2 separate regions of the Canis lupus genome follow, and region 1 is linked to region 2. The links are chromatin contacts, called in public Hi-C maps. All regions are on one chromosome and are shown on one strand. Each heading gives the region's core, a stretch centred on a gene start, on an enhancer-like site or on the middle of the called end of the contact. The rest is flanking DNA. Distances are from core to core; before and after follow the strand shown. Region 1 overlaps PARD3B (partitioning defective 3 homolog B). Region 2 has its middle 190 kb from the start of PARD3B.

The links. Hi-C and Micro-C count contacts between places; a contact is called where the count stands out from the background.
Region 1: a contact with region 2 is called in a Hi-C map of skin fibroblasts, with 2.2 times the contacts expected there. The contact joins two enhancer-like sites. A contact is called at or near these places in 2 of 9 Hi-C or Micro-C datasets (amygdala and skin fibroblasts).

What each region holds. Positions count from the first base shown.
Region 1 is chr37:13,388,669-13,394,101 of UU_Cfam_GSD_1.0, reverse strand. All of the region lies in intron 2 of PARD3B (partitioning defective 3 homolog B), which reads right to left. Among named protein-coding and RNA genes, the nearest start is that of PARD3B, 280 kb to the right of the region's middle. Within about 2 kb of position 3,416, at least 2 of the 20 cell types and tissues checked have an H3K27ac peak or open chromatin away from gene starts, as enhancers often do.
Region 2 is chr37:12,918,144-12,923,448 of UU_Cfam_GSD_1.0, reverse strand. No RefSeq gene overlaps it. Among named protein-coding and RNA genes, the nearest start is that of PARD3B, 190 kb to the left of the region's middle. Within about 2 kb of position 1,383, at least 3 of the 20 cell types and tissues checked have an H3K27ac peak or open chromatin away from gene starts, as enhancers often do.

The sequences.
Region 1 (5,433 bases), core at 2,167-4,666, 470 kb before region 2:
GGCTTCATGCTTAGCGCATAAGGAGTGCTCAGTTCATATTTGTGGGATAAAAGGTGACCATCTTTTCAAACTGTTTTTATTTCTTTCTCTCCAAAGTTCACTGTTCATTTAATTATTTGTTAAGGTTGTAGCTTGTTCTTTAGTTTGATGAATATATATATAAGAAGCTCTGATACTGATTCTCATTTCCAGCCTCCTTGAGTCTGTCTCTGTGTGGAACACAAGCATGGCACCGAATGAAGACCAAATGAGGACTACAGTTTGATGAACCATTGGCCCCACGTACCCTAACCCTGCCTAGAATTCTGTCCCAGCTCTTTCACATGTCCTAGCTTCTTCTAGCCAACACTAAATTGTCTTTTCCAACTCAATCCAAAATGCGACAACCACTAAGACAACTTCCCCAACTCCCCAAACTGCGACGCCCTTTTTGTGATTCTAAAATTCCCTCTGTTTTGCTATAATGATTGCATAGTCCTATAGTCAAGAACTTAATTGTCCCTCTCATAGACTCTTAAAATTAGGAAACATACTTTGTTCAATTTGCACCTAGCACATAGTAATACTTAAATTTGATAAGTGACTAGATGCCCATGATGGTAACAGTAAAAAGAAAAAAAGTTGTTAGAAAGGAAATGGAACACCAAAAATAATGCCAAAGGGCAGAAAGCAAGTAATCCTTTCTAGTAAACTCTTACATATTTTGATAATTGAATAATCCAAAGAACACCGAGATATTAGTGCCTGGTAAGAATTACGATGAGCAAGTGAGAAATACCATATAATGTCTTAGGACCTGAAAGAACTTCAACATGTTAACTTTTATTATTAAGACATCAAATCAGATTCTGGTGAGTTCTCCTTTATTACGTATTTTATTAGTGACAACAATATTCAACAGTCCCTATTCCATCTCAAACAAATTTTAGCTGAGTTATTGAGGCTTTAAAACTTAAAGAAGTTAGCAGTTAAAATGGAATAATTAGAATAGCTTTTATAATTAAGAAACAAGACACTCTGGAGCATTGCATTTCTGCAGAATTATTGCCTGTCTCAAACACATTAAGACCACAACCAAAGGCACACTGCCCTAGTCTCCTGGGAAATGCACTAAGCCCCAGAAATCCACTGCTTAAAGCACTTGTTGTATAATATGGATTTTTTTTCCCTGTCTTTAAATATCAGCTCTGGTAAAATTTTTGCTTAATGTTTATCACAATACTGCAATTTGTATCTAGAAAACATAGGACCATTTTCTTTCTTCAATATGGGCAGATAAAATATTGAACAAAAGGCAATACACAATCATCATATGCTTTATTATAAAACTACCTTTATGTATTACCATAGGAAGTTGTAACAAGCCTTAACTTGCTTACTATACTTAAATATACTTACATATGTAATATTTTGCATAATTGCAATTATGAAAATTAAAGAGCACAGCACTCCACCAGAATTTCAAAGAGCAATAACTTAATACACAACTGAAAAAAAAAAAAACCAAAATGGCAACTTTTGCCAAGCAAAACTTGTTACAAGAACCTAAAAAAAAATTAAATCCTCTCCTGAATGTGTGAAAGAGCAGCTACTTACAAAACACTATTATCATTTTGCTTTCTAATACCTCACCTTATGTCACACTGTGGGAGTTGAAATGATTTCATACTCACTGTTTTCCCTATCAAAACCACCTCTAAAAAGATAGTTCAAATACTTGGCCCTTGTGTTTTCGTTGAGATCATTATGCTGGCCAGCTGAAAATATGCTTATAAATGCAAATGCCCATTTATTAATAATGACAGAACTAAGGTTCCTAACCTGTGTAAAATACTTAGGTGCAATTTCAAATACAGTTTGATAGTGAAATTGATAACTATCAAGGAAGGAATCTTGTTTTAAAGTTAGTGCTAAAAAAAAAAAATAAAGTTAGTGCTAGAATAAAAATTTGTATGACTTTTTCAATTTCAGAATCTTGCTTGATATGTTTCCCTACCACTCATGCTGATAGAGGTTAAATTCTATTGAATCTAATATTCTGTTATTCTCCTGAAAATCTATTATTTCCAAAGCCTTAGGGAAAGCCACTTGACTTGGGAGGGGGTGGGGGAAGATGACTACTCTTGCCACACTCTTCCAGAACTTACAAATAACGGTGTCACATAAGCAGATTTTACATATTGTCCTCATCATTATTGGTGACTGAGAAAGAAAAGCACGTGTCTCACCAAGATGAATATAAGTGGGAAATAATGGAGCACACTGGTATAGACCAGAATAAATCACTATGCTTCATCTTCTAATGGCTTAGATCACTGACATTCCATTTGGGAATTCTGCATTACTCAAGTTTTTCTGACCTTTAGGAGCATTTTCCCTGCCCTAATGAAAACTCCCACAAGAAAAAAAAAAAAAACATTCTAGTAACCAAATGCAAGCCTAATTAAACTCCTTAGTGTAGAAAGGAGAGGACCAATAGTACTTTTGCACTTGCTTCTCTTACTTCACCAGATGGTAACAATATGATTCCTTGAACAGCACTCAGTGCAATTTGCCAGACAGTCATAAGAATCAAGCTACCAATACAAAGACAGCATACACCACATGTGGAGAACTGAGAGACATTCTGCAAAACCATACAAGATACATTAAGCATAGTCCTTGCCTTAGCTCACAAAGTATGCAATTCACAGGTGGCATCTTGCACATCAGCATTTGGTCAGTGGTTGTTTAGATGATGGAAGATAAAGAGTAACACACCAAAAAAAAAAAAAAAAAATAGTAGTCAGCGGTGCTGGGAAAACCTCCCAGCATGACCTACTGGAATTAAGCAAATACAATGAGCTCCTGTCACACACTTATGTCAACAACTTCCTGTTGAACCAGGATTACCAAATGCAGCAACCTCCTCAGCCTTCTACATGCTTTCATCATATTCACTTCATTAATCGTATGTGCAGCTACATACTTTGACTGATTAAAGTTGTTCGCCCAGGTTCACTTTTCAAAAGCTTATGTGTTCCAGTTACAGTAAAAAGAAAATCTCCACTGTGCCAGAAAGCACAGAAAGGTTTACTTTCTGCAAAATATCAAGGGAACACAATGGCTTCAATTACTTCTTTTCTACTGGAAGAATGAATTCAGCAATGGTAGGGTCCCTTCCCATTTATATTTATTTAGTAGGAAAATCAAGAGAGAAAAAGTAACAAAACAGGAATAACGTATCACCAAATTTCACATGAAATACTGTTTTCAGAGAAACACAATACAGAGATAAAATATAAACTAAGCTTCAACTAGCAAATCTGCAAGTGCCAAATACTGGAGTTTTGCCAAAACAAACCATTCAAGTTGTTTAACATGACTGACTACCATTTGAGACCTGGACTAATATGCGCCAGCTCATAAAAAGTTGTGTGTGTATATGCGTGGGCATATGTACAGTATGTGTGCCTATAGAATACTATATGTTAACCAGTTACTAGAAAGGTAAATAAGGTCATTTTTTATGCACTAATTTTCAATCTCTCCATTAGGAGAAACCATACTACTTTCAGAAACACTAAATGATGATTTCTTACCTTTCTATAAAATATAATAGAAAATAATATATTCATTTAACTCCAGACATTGAGGGTTACTCAGGCCAGCGAGAAAAAAAAAAAAAAGCAACGATCATTTAATACATCATATTAAGTATATACTCTCAGGAATAAGAAATAATAATGTTTTAAAAAACTTTTTCTTTTCTTCTGAGGTTGTCCCATTCTTATAAATGCTACGTAAGGTATCATTAATCAATCATTAACCCAATGCTCATGAAGCTCTACTATGTAGAAATACAGTCTAAATTATTGCTTGGGGATGATAACATTTAAATTTCATGAAAAGTTTCGAAGGTAGATTAGAAAGATGTCAGCACTCACTGTTCCCTAAATGCCAACATGCTTCTCATATTGGTTAGAATTCAGCACCTCACACTGCACTCATTTAAAGGTTGCAGGAAGGTCAGTATGCAGCCTAGTCATATGCTGAGACAGCAAAGCAGGGTGGCTGAGTTGAGAAGTTGTGATTATAAATATATTTACCAAAAGAGTTTCTATTTTTAAATAATACACATGCAGTAATTTATGAATTTAGAAATAATCCTAATCCTCAGGAGATCTGAGTGTCCTGTATGTCCTACTGACTATTCATTTTTCTATCCACTTGGAAAATGACAGCTTTCTAATTATTCTGTCAAGATTAATAGACCCCAAATTTGACTCTTAAATCTCAGTGGATGTCTTTTTCCAATAGCCACTAATTCTCATTTGTGACATTTTTCCTCCCTAAAATTATGTGCTGCAAGGATTTTCATAAAGTCAATTTATATACCCAAGCAACCTCTAAATCAAAGAACTAGAGTAATACAATCATGAGATAAATTAGCAACCGACCTTAAAGAATCTTAACAAGTACTTTAAAAAGAGCTATATAGGGATCCCTGGGTGGCGCAGCGGTTTGGCGCCTGCCTTTGGCCCAGGGCGCGATCCTGGAGACCCGGGATCGAGTCCCACGTCGGGCTCCCGGTGCATGGAGCCTGCTTCTCCCTCTGCCTGTGTCTCTGCCTCTCTCTCTCTCTCTGTAACTATCATAAATAAATAAAAAAATAAAAAAAAAAAATAAAAATAAAAAGAGCTATATAGATTTTTTTAATTGTTAATGAAAAGTTGAAACTTCAACTTCTAGTAAGATGAATGAAACTCTAAATGAAAAACATAACAAAGCCAGATAACATTTTTCAATTAAAATTTAAAAGTTATAAATAAAAAGCAATAAGGAATCCATACAGGCTAAAATAAAATAAAAGAGGGACCCAGGAAATTAGTAAGGACTGTGGTCTGGTTTTATTTTGAGCATGTACAACAAAACTTACTTAATGTTGACATAATTCATTTGCATGGGATATAGGAGAAAGGATATAACCCTTAGAGAATTTGAAGATAAAGAATTGAGAGTGGACATTCCCAGCAGATACAAAAAAAAAAAAAAAAAAAAAAAAAAACCCAAAAAACTAGGACTTAAAAAAATTATATTATCATTGCAAAAGTGTTGAGAAATCTCCCACATGTAAGAGATTAGCAAGTGATTTTGGCTATCTTGACACTGCCCATAGGTGAAAGGGAAGGTGGGGGAGAAATTGTATCTGAATACATGCATCCTTCCTAAATTATTAAAAAAAAAGAACACGAAAATTTAAAATGATCCTGAATAGTAGTGCTCCCAAACGTCTGGAAGGAAAAAAAAAAAAGGCATACAAACATTCTCAAAAATTCCCAAAGAATTCTAAAGAATATAGCTTTAAATAAGAAAAAAGGAAAAAAAGAATAACCTATAAAGCATGATGAATGAAACTGAGCCTGCAGAACCCAAAGAATCAAATCTTGAGAG
Region 2 (5,305 bases), core at 134-2,633:
TAATGAGTCTGGAGGAAGTCAACCAGACAGGAAATGAAGCCACTTGGGTGCTGGTGCTTGGGGAAGAGTTTTGGAAGACCGCTCGTCCCTTGGGGAGGCGCCTGTTGATGCAAGTGGGGCCAGCCATTCTTTGCTCTCTTGCTGTTGGGAAAGGCAGGTGCACACTGATTTCCAAATGAGCTTCAAGCAAAGAGGACAGGTAGGGGGGGACACCGGGAGGCCACTCTGACAAGGGCTGGCGGTGATGTAAGATGAGCTTTGGTCAGGATTTCCTGGGGCAAGAGCAGGGCTGTCCGACTGTATTTTTAGATGGTCTTGATATTTTTAGTGAAAGTCCCAGAGCATCTCCATTTTGGGGGGCTAGGGGTGGGGGGAGGGATGATTTCCTGCGGTTAGTCATTTCCTCTCTGCTGGTGAAGAGATTGAGCCATGCTCCTCTGTCACAGGAAGTGCCCGGTGATGGTAAACACTGCTGACATAATGGGAATGCACACTGCTGGTGTGTCAGTGTACACACACGCCTTCCTGGCCCCTGGGCCAGGTGAGTGGAGGCTGCTTCCTGTTTTCAGCTCTAGGAGGAACTTTCAACCTCTGAGAGCTGCTCTGGAGAATCAATCACAAGGCCTGCTGGGAGAAGCAGCCAGGACCAGACACCAGAAAGTGATTTGGTGGCAAGAATTGTTGGATGTGCCCCCGCAGCTCGCAGGACTGCTTAGTCATGGCGCGTTCTATGAGGCGTAGAGGAAACCCAAGTGGGGCTGAGTCCAATATCATAAAGCCATCCTGGTCTGAAGCTTGCTTATGAGCCAGAGATGACCTTAGCGCCTGGGTCGCCTCCACTCCTGACTTCCCTCAGTGGGTCCTACCGATTTCACCTCTGAGATTTCTGAATCTGGTTCCTCCACTCTACCTCTGGGATGTCAAAGACGGCATCAGACCTCCTAGAGATTAGTCAAGTCACCCGCTCTTCCACGCGGTCCCCCCTCCGTGTGGCTGGTAGATGTAGCATGGGGAAACGCGTGGCAGCTTTGTCACCATTCCCCTGCTGCCATGTCCATAGTAGACAAGGCTAATCGGTCATGGCACTTTCACTGCTGAGCCCAGACATGGGTGATCGCACAGTCTTTCTTAACGTTGTCCTTCAAGCTCTCATGACCCATCAATTGGAACTGGCATTTGACGTAAAGTCAATTTGCCACCTTGGTGCTTGTGTTATCTTCCTAAAAACGAAATCCGATGGTGTCTCTTCCCTAATGTGAGACTTTTTCTGTCTCCCTAGTGCCTTCCAAACGAATTTGGACTCCCTGGCACGGTGCACAGGGCCTTCCACGGCCTCCCCTCTCCCTAGTTGCAGAGTTTCAGCTTCTTGCCTCCCCTCCCTTGACTTCTGGCCCCAAACATGGACCCCAGGAAACTTCTTATTCTTTTCCAAATATGCTCTGCTTTTACATGGCTCTTGGCCTTCCACAGGGTGTTCTTGCTTTCTATATTTTCATTTGTCCTTTCTCCATTTTGCAAACTCTTACTTGTTTTTTCAAATCCTCAATATTCCTCTCCTGATATGTCTCCACGATTCCACTCAGCAAAGCCAGTGGCCCCTCTTCTGTGTTCTCCTAGGCTTCTGTTTTTACTTCTACTAAAGCATTTGTTATTCTATCATTTGGTATATATGTTATAATATGTTGTGATTATTATAATAATTACATTTATTGTAATTATGATCAGATATTTGCTTGTTTATTTGATACATTTCCTGGCTACCTTCTCTGGGTTGTGTTAGTAATAGGTAAATTAACACAGAGAATAGATGTTTAATGAACTCTTTTGCAATGAGCGAATAAATGATATTTATTTCATTGCTAATCTATGCTGCCTTTAGCCATTTATTTATTTATTTATTTATTTATTTATTTATTTATTTATTTATGAGCGAGCACAAGGAGGGGAAGTGGCAGAGGAGGAAGGAAGAACAGGGATCAAGGATCAATCCCAGGACCCTGGGATCATGACCTGAACTGAGGGCAGATGCTTAGCAGATCGAGCCACCCAGACACTGTAGCCCTTTTATCTTTAGAGTAACTTCCTCTGAATTCCAGAAGCCCATGAGCAGGACTTCAATCTTTCCCTAAGTCCTATAGAAACTATGAAAATAAGTATTTTCAAGACTTACATTTACAAATTTCAACCCAGATACAGAATTTTACCTGAATGTATATATGATTACATAATGTCAGTCATACCCTTTTTTCACCTTTTTTTGCTTGAATTCCTTCCCCACTCCATCTTATAATTGGCACCTCTAGGTTGACCTACCCAGTTTACTTGAGGTTGGCCCTGGCTTAGCAGTGAAAACCCCCCATCCTGGAAAAGCCCGGAGTCGCAGGCAAACCAGGGTGGATGGTTACTCTCCTTCATCATACTTCTATGTTTCCTTCCTAAGTAAGCAATGTTGTAAATGTGTGTTCTTCTGTATTTTTCTCGCTATAATATAGTACTCTTATAGTTGCCATTGTTGTTTTATAAAATGAGGTTATAGTCTACATTCTATTAGATTCTGTATTATTATATTACCTTATATTATGTCAGATACTTTTCTTTAACTCGTCCACTAACAAAACTATGTAAAAAAATTAAGTCAACTGATACAGCTCTGGGTCATTCTCCTTACTACTCTATGCTGTGACTATTCCATAATATTTTGGGTGTTTGCTTACTGATGGGCATTTATGTTGTTTCCAGGTTGTTGTCTTTTTTTTTTTTTTTTGAATAGTGATGATACACACACACACACACACACACACGTATCTTCATGTATTGGTGCTTTTATTTTTATGAGATAAATAACTTTCAACAGCAGAATTGCTGAGTTGAATAGTAAATGTAATTTCAATTTTTATAATTATTGCTAAATTGCTTTCCTAAATAGCTATAACACTCCACATTTCTGTCATGGTATGTAAGAACACCCTTTCCATCACATCCCCACCAGTCCACCATCACTTGGTGTGATAATTCTTACTAATTTGTCTGTCTGATGGTTATAAAATGGCATCTCATTGTTACTTTAATTTGCATTTCCCTGACTACTAGTGATTTTGAGCATTTAGAAAATGCATTTGGCCATTTCAATGTGCTGATCTTCAGTGATTTGTCTATTTGTATCTTTTACCTACATTTCTGTGGGATTAACTTATTGACAATATTAAGAGGATTTGGTATGTTGCAGATACCATCTCTTTTAAAATCTGTTAGTTACGTTTTCCCAGCTCTGATATTTGCCTGTGATTTTATTTATTGGATCTTCTGCAATACAAATACTCTGGATATTTTATATATTTAAATGTGCCAATCTTTTCTTACCTAGCTTCTAAATTCCTAGTCTTGGCTTGACAGTTCTCCTCAACCTGTAGATTACATGTGTGGTACATTTCACTGACTTGAAATACTTTTTTTTTTTTTTACATTTATTTATTTATTTATTTTTATTTATTTATTAAGATTTTATTTATTTATTCATGAGATAAGAAGCTTTTGCACAGCAAAGGATACAGTCAACAAAACTAAAAGATAACGTACAGAATGGGAGAAGATATTTGTAAATGACGTATCAGATAAAGGGCTAGTTTCCAAGTTCTATAAAGAACTTATTAAACTCAACACCAAAGAAACAAACAATCCAATCATGAAATGGGCAAAAGACATGAAGAGAAATCTCACAGAGGAAGACATAGACATGGCCAACACGCACATGAGAAAATGCTCTGCATCACTTGCCATCAGGGAAATACAAATCAAAACCACAATGAGATCCCACCTCACTCCAGTGAGAATGGGGAAAATTAACAAGGCAGGAAACCACAAATGTTGGAGAGGATGTGGAGAAAAGGGAACCCTCTTACACTGTTGGTGGGAATGTGAAATGGTGCAGCCACTCTGGAAAACTGTGTGGAGGTTCCTCAAAGAGTTTAAAATAGACCTGCCCTACAACCCAGCGATTGCACTGCTGGGGATTTACCCCAAAGATACGGATGCAATGAAACGCCGGGACACCTGCACCCCGATGTTTATAGCAGCAATGTCCACAATAGCCAAACTGTGGAAGGAGCCTCGGGGTCCATCGAAAGATGAGTGGATAAAGAAGCTGTGGTCTATGTATACAATGGAATATTCCTCAGCCATTAGAAATGACAAATACCCACCATTTGCTTCAACGTGGATGGAACTGGAGGGTATTATGCTGAGTGAAGTAAGTCAATCGGAGAAGGACAAACATTATATGTTCTCATTCATTTGGGGAATATAAATAATAGTGAAAGGGAATAGAAGGGAAGGGAGAAGAAGTGGGTAGGAAATATCAGAATGGGAGACAGAACATGAAGACTCCTAACTCTGGGAAACAAACTAGGGGTGGTGGAAGGGGAGGTGGGCAGGAGGTGGGGGTGAATGGGTGACGGGCACTGAGGGGGGCACTTGACGGGATGAGCACTGGGTGTTATTCCGTATGTTGACAAATTAAACACCAATAAAAAATAAATTTATTATTAAAAAAAATTCATGAGAGACACAGAGGCAGAGACACAGGCAGAGGGAGAAGCAGGCTCCCTGTGGGGAACCTGATGTGGAACTTGATTCCAGGACCCCGGGGATCACGCCCTGAGCTGAAGGCAGACACTCAACCACTTGGCCACTCAGGTGTCTGTATTTTTTACATTTAAATCCCCCATTTCTATCTTAAATAGTTTGACTATGTTACACCTACCCCATTCACTGTGAGGTCATTTATAGATGTCCTCCTAGGTATCCAGAGCCCCAGCTGAGTCTCTCTGTCTCAGCCACCTGACTCCTTGTGCCCATTCGCACACACCTTGTATTGAGTCTCAAACCCAAAGGCTAGTATCTATCCATCAAGCTCTATCAATAGTGCAAGTAACCCTACTCCGGTTTGTTAAAGCACCTTTGTGATAACACAACCATAATGGTATTTTAGGACTAAAATTTGTGTGTAATATTGATTTCGAATTTTGACCATTAGTTTCTCTCCTCTCCCTCCCTTTTTTAACAGTATTGTGACTATCCTCTGGATAATAGCTCCTTTACCCACTTTCAGTCATATGCTTCCAAATAGAGTTGGCTCCATCCCCAGATCCAGGGGTGGAACAAAGTTCATTTTCCTGGGCCATTCAGTACATTGCATTGCTCTGGCCATCAAAATGGCTAAAGGAAGTACCCCAACCAGAGCCAATGAGACATAAGAGGATATTTTGCCAAAGCTTCTGGGAAAGAGAAGGTTTTTACCTTCTCTTCT